Regions from separate parts of the Sus scrofa genome. Here region 1 is linked to region 2. The links are chromatin contacts, called in public Hi-C maps. All regions are on one chromosome and are shown on one strand. The core of a region is the stretch at or near the end of the contact, and the rest is flanking DNA. Distances in the headings are between cores, read along the strand shown. Region 1 overlaps WASL (neural Wiskott-Aldrich syndrome protein). Region 2 overlaps LOC106506801 (a long non-coding RNA gene).

Region 1 (5,120 bases), core at 810-3,309, 130 kb before region 2:
AAAGCTCAATGCTGCTAGTTTCAAAAGGCAATTTTTACTCAAAAAAGCATAAGCCAATATTTCCAACTCTGGTTATTATTCTTGAATTGAATAACCATGCATAACTAGATGTGAGACTGAACCTGTTCAAAGGAGTAGGAAACTGACTGTATTAAAAGGTAAAGTATATTAGTTTTTCTTTTAAAGGAACTCTACCATTTAATAGATCAAAACTTGTGGGTAGCCTGGGTGAGGGTGGGAGGAGGATATGAGGATTTATATAATATAATACTATTCTGTAAGACTACATTATGTGCTATAAAGGCAAACACAAGCTAACGGTTTTCTCTTTAAATGGAAAGGTGACTCTTGCAACCCATACCACATTTAGTAACTTGAATGTTCTGTAGTTTTTAAATGTGAAAATATTTGGGAACTAATTCACTTTGAGTCAAACAGACCTTTTACAATGCTACTGTCCTCCCCAGGTAAGGCCTTTATCTAGGTGGCAGGGAGAAGGAGAGGAGGTGGGAAGGCACTGCTGGATTCTGGGCTCCTCCTCTTGCTCTCTGGGGCTGCAATAGTCTAATAAGGTCACCAACCACACACAGCCATTTAAATTTTGAGCTGAAAATTCAGTTCCTTAGTCCTATTAGGCACACATGTTCAACTGCCACATGTGACTCTTTAACAAGTAGTAGACAGCACAGATGCAAAACAGACCCATCATTATATAAAGTTCTACTGGACAGCACAGCTTAGAAAAGTCCCAGGGAAGAGATTTCATACAAATACTTTTCGGCATAAGGTTTGGAATTTACAAGGTCAAGAGTAGAAAAGAGTTGGGATTATTAGACAAAGGAATATTCATAATAGTAAGAATGAACAAAATCATATTTATTCATAAAATGTCTGGCTAACTTAGAGACTAAACTTGAATGGGACATTAAATTCATTTTAACAAATATTTATTATGTGCTAAAAATAGAAAGATAATTAGGGATGCTCCTTGTCTTCAAAAAGTTAATAACCTAGTAAGGAAGATTTGCTTTAAGAATAACTACAACAAAGTATTCTACAGGTACCAAAATGAAAGCAGACATAAAATGCTCTGGGAAGGCTGAGAAGCAAACTTTGATTTCTCACTGGAGACAAGGTGAGGGCAGAGAAACAGGGATATTTCAAGGAAAAAGAGTATGAGGATACTCTGGGATAGATTACAACACTTATTAGCTATGTCATTTTAGAGAGTTACTGACATTCCCTATACATTTCCTGATCTGTAAAATGGGAATAACATTACTAACTTCATGGGTTATTAAGATACAATTAGTCACACATAAATACATGCAGGCACATGTAAAGTACTCTGAACAGTTCCTTTACCACAGGGTTCTTAGAGCTCAATAATACACAGAACGTGCTCAGAAAGCTGCTTGGTATCATATGTACTTATTGAATATTAATTTTGATATTCATTTATTGGATTTATCAACTATTATATTTCCAACCAAATAATTTTAAAAAGCTCTACTACCAGCTTACAAAAACTAGTAATTGGATAACTAGTTTTCAGCAAGCTGGTTAATGAAAACAGAGAATCAGAAAAAAACCTTCTAAAAACATGAAAAACACTCTTACACCTTTACTATCAGCAAATCTAGGATTGAGGTTGTTAACTAAAAAAGCACACCAGTATAGTAGAGAATAAACATTGCTTTAGGTTAGTAAGAGATTAAATAAATAATCTGGAACTATATCTTATTAGGATTTTCACTAGCCTATCATATATATACATATGATAAGCCTACCTTGCAGGCACTGCCTGTCTGCCACCCCCAATACTTCTAGTTGTTAGAGATCTGCCACCTGTCCCCAGGGACAAGCACAGCTGCTAAAGCTCAGCCAATTAACACTTTCTCCCGGGAATTTAGAATTCTCAATAGTCACAGGACTGAGGAGTTCAGGAAGGAGATGACTGTAGTTGAGAGAAGTTCCACTGACCCCTGCTGCAGTCCTCAGAGCTTCCCAGTCTCCTGTGGTTCCTGAAACTTTATTGCACAATACTGTTTTGGATTCCATGGGATCCTCTGGTAGCCAATAAATTCCTTTTTCCTTAGGCCAGCCAGAACTAGTTTCTGTTACTTGTACTGCCCCCACCAACAAAAATCCTTAACTAATAATGCACTTCTTAAAGTAAATATTTACATTATGTATATTCTCATAGCTGACATCTTAACAAAAATCAATGAGAAAGAACACTTTTCCCTATATGTATATAATGCTATATACAACTGTACAAATGAGATCTGAAATTTATACCTTCCTTTGGTCTGAAGTATTGTCCAAACTCTTTATCAAGGATTCAAGCTGTTTCTTAACCTGAGCCCATTAGCTTTCACCATCATCTCTTGCTATTAACCCAATACAGATCAAGACAGCAGCCAAATCATCTACAGAGGCCCAAAGATACTGCAGTTCTCAGCTTAGCTGGTGATGTCTCTTCACTCTGTTGGAATACTATGTGTGAAACTTTTCAAATTCTATATACTAGTTCAAATATCAAACTCTTCAAGTTTTTCCCCTATTTCCTTAAGCAAACACTTCTCCCTATCTATATTCCCATAACATTTCATTTACAGATTCAATGAAGCATTTATCATTGAATAACTTGTTACAAGTTCCTATGTGGGGTCTGCTTCACCAATAAAATGTTCATCTTGTAAAGACAAGGGCCATATATTCTTAACTACGTCTCCTTACCTCCAGCACAATATTTCATATGCAAATTTGCAATCATACACTGGATGAACTAAACTGAAAAGGGTGTCTTTCTTAGAATATTATTATTACATTAAAAATTATTTTAAATACTTTTTCAAAAAAGTAGACATGGCTAATCTGTGGTATTTAAATTATTTTTAGAAAAATGACAACAGTTCTCTTCTTGACACTTCACTTAACCATAAATATCTACATGACATGGTGAAAAACTTCAGTTAATGCATTCCCATTACTAATATTTTAAATGCCATGAAACACAGGAATTTGCTTCCACCACAACCTCCACTCATTGAAGAGGGGAGTAGGGGTTTGGAGACCCAGAAAAAAAAAAAGCACACCAAAGTAAAAATACACTTTTAAAAATAAGCATGTACTTTCCTCACTAATTTTCAAAGCACGTCAAGGCCAGTAAGATGAGCACAGAAGCAGGAAATAATTTCCAGTATACTCAGTTAAATAAACGGTTTTGTGGTTTTCAAGTGAACCTTAAAAATAGTGCTCATTTTTTACACATTGTTATGATGCATACACTGTATATAAATGCAATACACTAATTAATCTCCAATAAATATCAAGTATGCTCCTTAACTACGGTGCAAAGAAAACATAAAGCATGGATAATTCAAGTGTTAAAGCTTTATAAGAAAGAAAGGGAATAATTTTTTAAATGTCAAGATATGTGGGAGTTCCCGTCGTGGCGCAGTGGTTAACGAATCCGACTAGGAACCATGAAGTTGCGGGTTCGGTCCCTGCCCTTGCTCAGTGGGTTAACGATCCGGCGTTGCCGTGAGCTGTGGTGTAGGTTGCAGATGCGGCTCGGATCCCGCGTTGCTGTGGCTCTGGCGTAGGCTGGTGGCTCCAGCTCCGATTCGACCCCTAGCCTGGGAACTTCCATATGCCGCGGGAGCGGCCCAAGAAATAGCAACAACAACAACAACAAAAGACAAAAGACAAAAAAAAAAAAAAAAAAAAAAAAAAGATATGTGAAGATAACAATTAGAACACATGTAAATTTGCACAGAAACTTCTGAAACATTTTTATTTTAATTTACACTGGAATGTGATTCTAAAAAAGAAGACTAATTCATTTTCTTGAAATATGCCCTTTTCCTACAAATTCCAAATAACAATACTATTTTAAATTCAGTACTTATGCCAGGCACAGTGCTCAGAACTTTATTATTTTCTCATTTAATATCAACCCTAGAAGGCATCAACTTCATATAAGAGGAAATTAAAACTGAGACAGATGTAGTGAATTGTCCAGTCAGAGAGGCAGGAACTGAGGGAACTGTTAGGAGCGCAATTCTCCTTACTGAAGAGCCTCCACTATTAAATGCTGTCTAACTTGGGTTTGAAGGTCTGCTTACATGTGATATTGTACTGTAAATGCTGCACTACCATCTGATCCAAGGTTTGCTGAATCCAAGGTTTTGTTGATGTGAAACCACAGATACAGGGTAACTGTGTGTGTGGAAGGTTAACTATAAATTATACTTGGATTTTCAACTTTGCGGAGGATTGGCACCCCAACCACTCCTGCCCACTCGTCGTCCCCACCTCCTTGTTCAAGGGTCAACTGCACTGTCTCTCAGTTCAGAAGATATTCAAATTAAATGTCCCACTGTCTTCTAAACAGAGGAGACAGGATTTCAATTCCTTCTCTCAAGTAAAAACTTAATTGCATATTAAGTCTATCAAAATACCTAAGTAATTTTGGTCACAGGAAAGGAAGATAAATATATGAGTGTTTTAAAGCAAACACAACTTCACAATTACAAACCTGTAAGTATCTCAAGCATATTTTTTAAAGGTCCTATAAAGCCTATAAATATAAAGCATTACCCTGTTAGCAAAAACCCTGATTGAAAAACAACATTACAAGAACATTTCAGATTAATCCTGAATATAGGCATAAAAATTAAAAATATTACAAGTCAAATACAACAACCCATAAAAAAAGAACCACTATGACCAAGTGGATTTAACCCAGGAACGCAAGGTTAAATTTTTTTTCTTTTTCTTTTTAGGGTCACAGCATATGGAAGTTCCGAGGATAAGGGTCGAATCAGAGCTGCAGCTGCTGGCCTACACCAGTGATAGCAATGCCGGATCCTTAACCCACTGAGCAGTGCCAGGGATCGAACCCACATCCTCATGGATACTTATCTGGCTCATTACCACTGAGCCACAACGGGAACTCCCAACATTTTAAAATCAATGTACTTTACCATATTAATACAACAGAAAATCATGATAATATTGATAGATGCAGAAAAAACATTTGACAAAATTAAACAGTCATTCATGATAAAGGCTCTCAGCAAACAAAGTATGGCCAGAAATTTCCTCATTCT
Region 2 (5,386 bases), core at 229-2,728:
AAGACAGCATTTATTACTCCGAAATGATTTATTTGTTTTTGCTTATTGTCTCTTTCTACTAGAATGGAAACCTCATAAGGACAGAGCCTGGTCTGTGTGGTATGCTCCATGCCTGCACTCAGCATGTCATAAATGCTCAATTTTAAATGGTTGAATCAATAGGTCAAGCAGTTGGCTCCTATGATGTGGCTTGAGATTCCCCGGTGACTCCAGAACATCTCCTCCATAGCCCTCTACCATGGCTGAAATTCTCATCCAGGCATCAGTGAAGATACCTATTAAACAATTATTTCGTGAAACTCTAAATAGAAGTAAATCAGCTAAGGACTTGGATCAAGAAAGAAGGAAATTTTCATTGAGGGTGTGGACCAGGTGAAATCAGAATCATGAAGGAGACTTTGATTCACGGCAAACAAGAAGATGGCAGAACCTGGAGGTAGGGTGGGGAGCCTTACTTGGCTTGTAGAGATGATCCGACCCAAGTGAGACAGGAGATGTTTTAAGATAGTTCTGAGGAGATGCAGAATCCAAACCAAAGCTGGCAGAGTACTACGGTGTCCATCAGAATGCTCTAAGCAAGGACATGAAAACAAGGGCCCAGAGGAAACTGAAGGCGTCCGAACCAGTCAAGTAGCAAGAAACAGAGGGTTATGGCAAGAGCCTCAAGAGACCAGCAAGCCCCAGAATGGAATCCATGGCATTGTTTCTGGGTGAAGAGAGAGGCATTTAAGGTACTAGCCATTCTGGCAGAAACATGATGCAAATAATGGAGACTCCCCAGTTTTGCCACTAGTAGGAATATGGAAGGGACAGGGTTGAGACATGGAGCAGTCTCTGTCCCTTCTTATAGGACCTTACGTCATGGTCCAACTGCTGCCACAGCTGCATGGGACAGCCGAAACCAAGGTAACAGGAGATGGAGGGCTCTCAGATGCAATCAGTTTAGCCAAACCTCTGGCTCGGGACTTTGGTTCCAGCAACAGCTCTTTGGGCCCTTTTGTGTTTTCTTCCTCAGATTTAAAATTTCCTTTCTAATTCTTAGAAGATAACCAGATACATCTCACATGTTCCCCAGGCCGGCCTTTTGATGAAATGGATCTCTTGATCTGAAGAACCCACTGAAACCTCAGGGCTGCTGGTTTATTTTCCTCATCTGAACTGCTGCTAAGGCACTCTAAGACTTTGCCCATGGACTGGATATGGTTCTGAAATCTGAGTCCAAGGGATTCAACTGAAATGTGCTTGGCTGGAGGTAAAAAGACATTAAGCGGCATCTGTAAAATAGACACAATACTTGTACTAGGGCTATCATTAGGATTAAATGCATTAATATGTAAAGAGTGTCAAAGAGAAAGAGAAGGAAGGAAGGGAGAAGGAGGAAAGGAAAAAAATTAAAATGATTAAAATGTTAGTGACTATTCAACTCATTTCAGATTTGGGGCTGAGGCTGGATTCAAACGCACTTTGTCCTATTTCCTCATCAGACTTTAGTTACAAAATGTGTACTCTTGGTACCGATGGGCCTGGACTTGCCCATTCTCCGCTGTATTTTTCTGAGAAAGTTATGTAACAAGTCTTCAATATATAACTTCAATTAATCCCTGTTGGCAAAGTTAGAAAGTCATAGCCAGGAGATGAAAGACTTCCACAAATAATTCAGATTAACCTCTAATTTCAGTAAAGTGTTAGTCTCTTAGGGCTTATTCTAACTTCTTGGGTCCCCTGATGTGGAAAGTTAGTAAATATGAATACAGCATTTCCATGTACCTGATCAATGATTATGTTTTGACTGTAAACTAAGTCAAAACATAAAGCAAAACGTCCATCCTCACCCCTAATCATTTGGAGTTAAAGTGCACGCACACACACAGAGTTGAGTGAAAACAATGAATAAAAGAGGGAGCCATTCTGTAAAAGTTATCTAAACCACAAACAGGCAGATGGTTTAGGAGCAAAAGGACAGCACCAGGGGCTAACGAAATGCATACCTTTGAAGATACGTAGGCTGGATTTTCATTCCTCTCTTTCAGGTGAGCTTGCTTCTGATGGTGGTTAATTATACAAGCAGAAAGATGGTCATCTAGTACATACGGTACTAGATAATTAAAATATCCAGTCTCCCTCTGGAGAAAAGGTCCAGTATTTGTTTCATATTTTCATCTCTATACCAGTGGCTCGTCCAATAGAGAGCATTGTGAAGAGCTAGAGCATTAGAATTAGCTAGAACTGAGATTTCTAGCTTTGGGATGGGAGGTAAGTCATTTAGTTTTTTTCTTGCTTTTCTTTTTCCTTTTGGCTACAACTATGGCATATGGAAGTTCCTGGACCAGGGATTGCTTCCAAGCTGCAGCTACGACCTACACCACAACTGCAGCAATGCCAGATTCCTAACCGGCTGTACTGGGAACTCCCATTTAATTTTTTCTAATGCTTATTTCTTCATTTGGAAAATAAGGATGATAATTCTTACCCCAGAGTGTTACTGAAACATTTAAATGCCATAATTAATTGTTTGCTGAAAATCCTTAGAAGACTTTGTAATCAGTTTTTGATTGTTTGATTTTAGAGATTCGGTTGAAATTGCTTTCCTGTAAACACTGTCTCTCACCATCTTAATGAAAGTCTTGCTGCATTCATGATAACATCTAACATGTAATAAATATTACACATTTGGCTAAAGCAGTTTAGGCTATCAATAAATGTTACTTATATCTTGGATTTTTTAAACTATATCTATTGCATGTTAAGCCGTAAAAGCAGATAAGCCATACATAATTGAATAAAAACAATATTCTTTGTGAAAACCATAAATATTCATTAAGTAGCTAAAGTACTAATTAGATGCAACCTTGGGAGACTCGCTGCCTTATAATTATGTTGACAAGTGAGCACGTGCCTTTGAAATTTCTTTTTAACTCTTTGAAGTTGAAAGAATTGGTTATCTGTTGGTTCTGGCTTTTTTGGGGGGGGGCTTTATTTTTGCTTTTTTTTTTTTCAGCAAAAAAAAAGTAGGTCTTATAAAGATCTTGCCTTCATCCCCAAACTTATTTTTTGTCCATTCCCCAACCTCATATGACGTTTAAACTCTTCAGAAATTCTGAATCAGTACAGCCCCAATCCCAAAGACTGTTCCTGAGTATTTCATAGCTGATCTCCCCATCCTCTCAGAGTTCCTTCTTGCCTGTGCCTTCTCCCAGTTGGTGAATTTCTAGGACACTCCCATCCTGTCATAAACTAGCCAGATTCTTAGTTGCCTGTCACACTAGCCCTGAGTTCCTGTTTCACTGGTCTCAGGTGAGAATCATAGGGTTCATCTCTGTACTTGGTGAGGAGACAAACACAACTGCCTGCTCTGCTCATCCACTGGGTAAATGTGCTCAGGTTTCTATGGAGTAGTGGAGAGGGGCAGAGATAACCAGGATTATTCATTCATCTTCAGAGTGGCATTAAAAGGTTGATGTTGTAGTTAAATTTTCTTTTTGGATAGCATCTGTCACATGTTTTGATATGTATGTGATGTTCTAGGTGTAATGTTTATTTTGGTAACAGTAATAATAATGGTTATTAATGATCATTTCTATCTTATAGATGTATTAAACCTGCTAATAGCCAATGTACATTTGATGCTGAGAAATAATCTTGTTAACCATTGCGTCTTTGATTTTTGGTAACTGCTCTCCCTCCTCTTTTGTGAAATAGAAGCAGAACCAGCCTGTCTGACCCAACTAACAGAGAGTGAACTAACATTAGAAAACTATCTGCATTGTATATCAATAATTTGGTTTGCTGCTATTCATTTTCAATGTCACTTACTTATATGTTGCTTGCTTATTCTGTTAATTCAGTTTCAAAGACCGAAAAGAAGCCCATTTGATAAATCAGGAAGACATTCCAGTTGGGCTGAGAGAAGACAGTTTGAAGCATGTGCTTGAATATGTTGTCTTCTTAGTGGACTTTTCCACAGGATGCAAAGAGGCAGCCAAATTAACACAACATGGGACACATGCTAAGGCTCGAGTCAGTCTGATCTGAGTCATAGTCCATGGAGACCTGGTGTAGTTTCCCTCTCAGGGAGGACCTGTGGTGATAAAGGCCATCCATAAGGCAGAGCGCCACCATCAGATCTGCCTCCACTGCAGTATGAATGTGTGGAGTATTTCATTTCCACTAGAACAATATCTTAATGGCTCACATATTTAGATTTTTTAAAATGTTTTTAATTTCCTAGAGAAGCTTTCATGCTTAGCAGATCTATGAATCATTGAATGGTCTTAGGTTTTGCCCCCTTTCTCCATGCTTTTCCTTCCTTTCATATAGAAAAGAGAGGAGGCAAGGGATACTTTTATGAATAACACCAACAGGAACAAATCCCATTTATTGACCATTTACTATGTATCAGGTGTAATGGCTGAAAAAGAACTTTCCTTTATCCTCTTCATTTCTGCAGCTGGGGCCTGTGAAATGAATTAGCAAAAGAGAGATTAACAGAAGAAAAACATACAAACTTTATTTAATAGTTTTACACATACACAGAAGCCTTCATAGGAAAAAGGGAGACCCAAAGAAGTAGTTAGGTCCAAGAGCTTATATATCTTTTTAACAAAGAATGATCAATTGTGAAGGAATGACAAGGCAAAGGAAAAGGGGTTTAAGCTTCATGGGGCAGTAAATTGTGACTAGGAAATCTAGGAGGGAAACTACTGGAAGATAAGGGTCATTTTAGCAGCTTTGTTTGTGCAGGCCCATTTTGGAGTCAGCACCCGGTCTCCGGTGATAAGATGTTCCCCTCTTCCTGGTACGGAGAGGACACCTTTCACACGGGAAATCTTATGTCCTGCTTCAGGAGGAAAAGGGGAGGTCAGAGAGCCCCTCTGCATTTGCTGTTGCTCCATCTCCTTCAGCTCAGAATAATCAAAATAATAGACTAAAGTGGCATTTTGGAGGGAGTGGCATGACATTGTGCTAAGTGGTTTGTATATATGATGGCAATTAAAATTTCACAGCAGATCTATGAGGTAGTTGCTATGAATAACCTACATTTTTAAAAAATGATTTTTATTTCCCACATTTTTTAATTGAAACAAAACAAAAGTGCAATACTGTTACATAGTTTGGGCAAGACCACATTGCAAACTAAGTTCGGAAGCAAGGTTCTAGGCCTGCTGATCCTCAGGTAGAAAACTAAGTCTCTGAGCCCAGTAATTTATTCATTTACAGACATTAAGGAGTCCTGAGATAGCTCAGAATTCTGTTGTGGTTGCTGAAGAGATTAAATTAAAGAGATTTAATAACTTACCCAAGGGCACTTAATTAGAAAGTAGCTGCTGTGAGGAGGCAAAACCCTGGTGTGTTGGACTCCAAGCTTTTGAGTATCAACGTGGTTTGA

The links. Hi-C and Micro-C count contacts between places; a contact is called where the count stands out from the background.
Region 1: a contact with region 2 is called in a Hi-C map of liver, with 1.9 times the contacts expected there. The contact joins two enhancer-like sites. A contact is called at or near these places in 4 of 47 Hi-C or Micro-C datasets (liver and skeletal muscle).

The regions. Positions count from the first base shown.
Region 1 is chr18:23,741,145-23,746,264 of Sscrofa11.1, reverse strand. All of the region lies in intron 1 of WASL (neural Wiskott-Aldrich syndrome protein), which reads right to left. Among named protein-coding and RNA genes, the nearest start is that of WASL, 22 kb to the right of the region's middle. Within about 2 kb of position 2,059, at least 14 of the 83 cell types and tissues checked have an H3K27ac peak or open chromatin away from gene starts, as enhancers often do. A contact at or near this core is called in liver, where this site is marked.
Region 2 is chr18:23,609,098-23,614,483 of Sscrofa11.1, reverse strand. LOC106506801 (a long non-coding RNA gene) reads right to left here. Exons shown (of 6, transcript XR_002340281.1): 6 at 2,957-5,386. Among named protein-coding and RNA genes, the nearest start is that of SPAM1, 13 kb to the right of the region's middle. Within about 2 kb of position 1,478, at least 1 of the 83 cell types and tissues checked has an H3K27ac peak or open chromatin away from gene starts, as enhancers often do. A contact at or near this core is called in liver, where this site is marked.